Linked DNA regions of Sus scrofa: region 1 is linked to region 2. Evidence: chromatin contacts called from public HiChIP or PLAC-seq data. All regions are on one chromosome and are shown on one strand. The core of a region is the stretch at or near the end of the contact, and the rest is flanking DNA. Distances in the headings are between cores, read along the strand shown.

Region 1 (2,700 bases), core at 14-2,513, 620 kb before region 2:
TTCATGACGACTAGATAACCAAGTGGCTGTTATCTCTTTAAAGGAGGTTGGCAGACTTCCATAAGGGCTGGACTATAAGTAATTTTGGCTTTGTGGGCCATATGGTCTCTCTTGCATCTACTCAGCTCTGCTGTTGTAGTGTGTGAGCAGCCAGAGACAAGATATAAATGATGTGGCTGTGTTCAAATACAACTTTATTTACAAAAATAGGTAGTGGGGCTTGGTTTGGCCCATGGGCTGTATGTAGTTTGTTGACCCCAGCTTCAGAGGATTAACCTTCGAATGGAAGGGCAAAGTGTAGTTCTCCGGAGAGGCAGGCTGGCATCGTTGGATGCAGCTGCTCATGGAGGTGCTGTACCTGCTCCTTTCTAAGTTATAAAGAAATAAAAGCCCTTTTGTGGGTTGGAGCCCTTTTGCATTTGCTTTTGCCTAGTCCTTAAAGACCCGGGGACAAATCTTTCTCCTTCTGTTGTGTAAACTGCACCCCCCCTTTTTTTCTTCCTTTTTCTTTTCCTGAAGAACAAGTTCCAGTTTTTCTGGTACTTTCCCAGTAGTACAGTTTTTGAAGTCCATCATCCCCTGCTTATACTGATGGATCCTGAGTAAATCAGATAATGGTTCTAAGAGACAGTGAGCTCTGCAGCTGTACTGTGCATGTTTTAAGAGGACATATTGGGCAGCATCACTGTCACACCTGTCACTGTTGACAGACTCATGCTTACTCTGGCCCTGGTTCTTCCTAGTGCTGCCCTGCCTGACTGGGGAGCAATCCCTGTGATATCCAGCCATTTTTCATGTATTTAATAACCTGGCCAGCATTCTCACAGCCGTGGTAGGTATTATGCCTAATAGTGTAGCCAGTGTGGCCATTAAAATTTTAATTAAAAATTCACTTCATTTTCATGTCCACACTTCAAGTGCACTACTACCACATTGAATAGCACAGATATAGAGCATTTACATTGTTACAGAAATGTCTGTTGTGCCTAGGCCCAACAAATGCCAAGCCTCTTCAGAGTAGATGCCTGGTTTTCATAACCACTGGTGTTGGTGGTAGGGAACAGCAGTGGGGTGGGAAGAGGGAGTGTGTTGTGTGGTAGGAGAGGGGAGGGGAGGTGGCGGCAGATATTAAAGCATATGGGGTGAAAGATTTCTCCTGTTCCAGTGACATGAAACCATTTTCTTTGGGATAAATCTCATACATGCTTCTAGCCCTCAAGATTGAAGGCAGTTTGGCTTAGGGGAGACTGTCCTTCTTTCGTAAGGCCTCTTGCCACAGTTGTATTTTGAGGAAGCTCTGTGGGGCTGGGAGGGAGTGCCTCATGTCTGCCCATCTGCTGTTTGCCAACTTCCATTTTTTTGTACTTGGAGGTTGAGGTGATTCAGTGAAGGAGGACTGGCCTTGTCCCTGGCCATGGTCAGAGAGCCAGGTAAGAGGGACTGAGGGGCAAGGGACACATGACAATATTGATGGGAACAGAAGGGAAAGTTTTGGAACTCCCGCTGTGGTGCAGTGGGATCAGCAGTGTCTTGAGAGCACTGGGATGCGGGTTCAATCTCCAGCCCAGCACAGTGGGTTAAGGATCTGGCGTTAGCGCAGCCGTGCCCTGGTCTGTGGCTGCAGCTTGGATCTGATCCCTGACCTGGGAGCTCCATATGCCTCAGAGTGTCCCCCTTCCCCCCCAAAAGGGAAAGTTTTACTGAACTTTTTTGTCATCTGTAACATGTGGTGCACAAGTTCTGTTTTCCTCCAATTATAGTAAGGTAGGTTGGGGGGCAGCTGGTACCTCTGACCTAAAAGGATTGCTGATTTTTCCATTTTCAGTTTGAATATAAATTAAATTTGTATTTGGCCTGTAAAATTCCTGCTTCTTTTATTAGTCTTTGACTCTTTAAGAAATTCCTTCAAGCTTAAGAGGTAATCTGGAAAACCCTCATTCTGTCAGCAATGAGGATGTGCCTTTAACTTCGTTGGGAGTATTTATAAAAATTTGTGAAAAATGCCCTTGTAGCTGACAATTTGAGGACATGTCAGTTTGGGCTCTAGAATTGAGGAGGCGATGTAGAAGTGGCATGTGCAGTGTGTACCCCATTGCTCTGTTTTAGAGACTGATGGTAGCCTGCAACAGAGCAGACAGAGGGAGCACTCTCTATACCCTTGGTTTGCTGATACTTTGCTTCACACTCATCATCGAGAGCATTAGCTCTAACCTTTTGAGGCTTAAGGAGCTCTTTTAAGATATGATGAAAACCATTGTGATGGATAGAAAACCACACCCCCATACCCCCCACATAACCTTGCCATAGGCCTTGGATCCCACAGAGACCCAGTGACTGATTTCAGATGCAGAAGCCCAGCCCTAGGAAGAGAAACACCTTCATTCTGAGGTCGTCATGTTTCTCTTTTCTGGTCAGTTCTGCTTCCCACCCGCCACCCTCTAAGCCTGTATGTTGTGGAGCAACAGGTTAAACGTGGCAGGGATTGACTGTAACTTCAACCGCCTTTGCCCTCAGGGCTTTCCAGAGGGAAAGGTGCCAGCCAGGGTCTGGGGTTGGGTATCTTCAACACTTGGAGGATGAGAAAAGGCTAAGGAAGGTAGAGAAAGGAGTCCTGCCACCTGACCACCAGGAGGGGAGTCAGTGCCTGACCCCTGAAGGTTCTCCCCCAAACTCTGTGCCTGACAGTTACTTGCTTAGATT
Region 2 (2,803 bases), core at 77-2,576:
ACAAGAACCTGGCCTTGCAACCGCAGCCTCCCTCCTCTCCCCACCCCTTGCAGCAGAGCTGCTCTTTTGGCCTAGACCCACCCAGGAAAGGGAGGGAGGTGCCCACATGGAAGCCGGAAGTTCACACTCAGACACGGTTGATGCCAGGTCAGCTCTGAGGGGACTCAAAGGTCATCATGGTAGCTTCCCTCCCATGCCCTGATCCTTGGCCACCTAGGGGATAATGAGTGACCTCCTAGCCAGAGGTCGCATGTGTGGAGGGGCCACAGGCTGGCCTTTCTAAAGCCTGCAGGCAGCAGGCCACACCCTGCTCTGAGTCTCTGCAGCTGTCCTAGCCCATCCCATCCCAAAAGGGGCAGCCCTGTGTGAGGCAGGAGGCCCTGATCCAGGAGTCAGGATATCCAAGTGCTGTCCCCATGTTCTCTGCCATGGCAGCCCTGTGACTTTGGCAAGGTCTGACTCGCCACTTTCCCTGTCCTGACACTGGCCAGTAAGGCAAGGACCTGGTCTCCCAGCCACATGATGTAGGGGGCAAGTGGGGTCAGAGGGTTTCTTGGCTGGTGGAGAGGGCTGGGAAAGTGAGGAGGGGCTCCAGGTCCATGGCTGGGGCAGGTCTGATTGCTCCCAGGAATGTGCGTGCCTTTCTAGAAACACCTCTTCTCGGAACCTGGTGCCTTTTGGCTTGCCCGCCAGCCCCACCCCACCCCCCACCTGCTCTGCTTTCTCTGGCTCCCAGCTCTGCCACTTACAAGGTCAGGGGGAAGCCCAGGAAGGGCCATAGAAAGCATCTTTCCTAGAATAAGGGTGATTCATGTAGAGACAGCATGCTGGGAATACACATTCCCCCATCCTAGTAATTTGAGAGACACGGGCAATTACCTGACTAGATAGTAGATGTAAAAGATAAAAGGACCCTACCAATTCCCTCGTCTGGAGGCCCAACCCTCTCACCACCTGGACCCGGAGGGGGCAGTGACCCACCCGAAGTCACAAAGCCGTACCAGGCCTCCAGATGTCCAACTGGAGCCCTCTCCACCACACCCAGGCCTCCTGAGGAGGAGAGGGGCACTTGTTTCCCATGGTTTGGGTAGGCTATAGGCGTATGAGACAGCTCCTAATGAAATGACAGGTACAGGCTGAACACTTGGTAGACAGCACTAGTTGGGATACTCTGAGCCACTGCTCACTTGGGGGCTGGGGCAGTAGCTGGGAATGTGAGGACAGTTAAGGAAACCAGCAGGGACTTTCTTCTTGGCCTCACCTACCCAACCAACCAGGAAGGTCACTGCCTCTAAAGGACAGCAGTCATGGGGTTCCAGCGCCCCCTGGTGGAATCCTGGGACAAAGACAGGTGCCCTGAATCCCTTTAATCCCCATCCTGCCTAGTCCTGGTGGCACACTTACCTCTGTTTCTGGTCGAGGGATAAACACTGGGGGCACCATCTTCAGACTGAGCCCATGAAAGTCCCACTCACCAAGGATGTACTGCACCGGCATCCTGCAGAGGGGCAGCAGGGTCATCATCAGTGCCAGAGCCTCGACTCACAAGAACATGTCTAGGTTGAGAGATAGCATTTGTGGCCAGGTTTCTGGTAGGGTCACATCTCCTATGCCCGGAACTCCTAGCCAAGGGCTTCCTATTTACTACCATGCCCTCTCTCTCATCACTCCTTCATCCCAACACCTCCCCAGTCCTTGGATACTTTATTCCTTCCTGACCAGGAACTTGGTGGGGCTGGAGGAATCTGAACCCTGCCCCCCACACAGAACCCTCAGGTTTGGACCATGGGTGCTCACCTTTGCAATCGGTAGCTACTCAGCTCCTGGATATACCGCAGCTGCCAGCGGGTCAGGGGCTGGGTCAAAAGTCCTGGCCTCAGACTCTGAAACTGCCCCACAGAGAATTTGAGTGGTTGGCTCCCCAGACCCAGGTTCTTTTCTGGACAATGCCAGTGGGCCCAACACTGACCACTTTAGTCACCCCTGAACCCCTAGTTTCTGGCACACACTCTAATAGTTTATTGGGTGTATGAATAAGTATCTCCCTAAGACATTCCTTTGGAAAAATCCCATCACCCTCAGCTCATCACTCTCATGGGAGTAGAAAAGCCTGGATGTTTCTTCCTCAGGGTCCTCCCTCCCCCGCATATCCTGCCCTCTGGACAATACTGCACTTAACTGTTTTGGCTCCAAGGACATGAGCCACGATGTACTCACTGGATTCTCGGGCCTCAGGGATACCCCTTTTCTCAAAGACTGCTGTCCAGTGGCTGATCAACTCTGTGGCACTCAGCAACCCAGTGGGAGTCAGATGTGGTTGCTGCGAGCTGAAGGCACAGCCCTGAATGCCTCCCCTCCACCCCAGGGCAGATATGAGGGCCCTCAGCATTCTGCCCCAAAGTTTCACGTCTCAGTAAAGATTCCTTGACCACTCGCCAAGGTCCCCAAGTCTTGTGATGTCAGCTGCTGAGGATGGTGACTGGCCTCAGCTGGGTGGAGATGGAGAGGTCAAAGGTTCTGGGTCCTCAACACAGGTCTGGTCCTCAGATATGGCTATCCTGGAACAGGGAAGGAGAACCAAGAGAGCAGCTGAGCCTTGTGTGACCCACTCCCCACTGACCTGTTGCCTTCATTCTCTTGCTCTATCATCACTTTGACTCTGTTTTAGAGCCTGACCCACTTATTTGGGTTCTCTTGTCTTGGTCAATGATATTTTCTTCATGTTTTTTGTTAGTCTTGCTAATAAATGGGCTGGTGTGGGTCAGGGCCCAAGCTTGGGGGCTGGACAGATCTATATGACCCA

What was found. HiChIP or PLAC-seq counts read pairs in DNA pulled down with a chosen protein or histone mark.
Region 1: an H3K27ac HiChIP or PLAC-seq map of alveolar macrophages shows a contact between it and region 2. The contact joins two enhancer-like sites. A contact is called at or near these places in 1 of 47 Hi-C or Micro-C datasets (brain) and 1 of 2 datasets of contacts at active chromatin or transcription factors (alveolar macrophages).

What each region holds. Positions count from the first base shown.
Region 1 is chr13:33,673,519-33,676,218 of Sscrofa11.1, reverse strand. DCAF1 (protein VPRBP) reads left to right here. Exons shown (of 24, transcript XR_002337541.1): 23 at 1-1,430. Among named protein-coding and RNA genes, the nearest start is that of RBM15B, 10 kb to the right of the region's middle. Within about 2 kb of position 1,263, at least 2 of the 83 cell types and tissues checked have an H3K27ac peak or open chromatin away from gene starts, as enhancers often do. A contact at or near this core is called in alveolar macrophages, where this site is marked.
Region 2 is chr13:33,048,819-33,051,621 of Sscrofa11.1, reverse strand. It overlaps HEMK1 (hemK methyltransferase family member 1), which reads right to left. Exons shown (of 11, transcript XM_021068829.1): 2 at 2,218-2,558; 3 at 1,798-1,889; 4 at 1,405-1,498. The coding sequence starts at 1,497. Among named protein-coding and RNA genes, the nearest start is that of HEMK1, 3.2 kb to the right of the region's middle. Within about 2 kb of position 1,326, at least 27 of the 83 cell types and tissues checked have an H3K27ac peak or open chromatin away from gene starts, as enhancers often do. A contact at or near this core is called in alveolar macrophages, where this site is marked.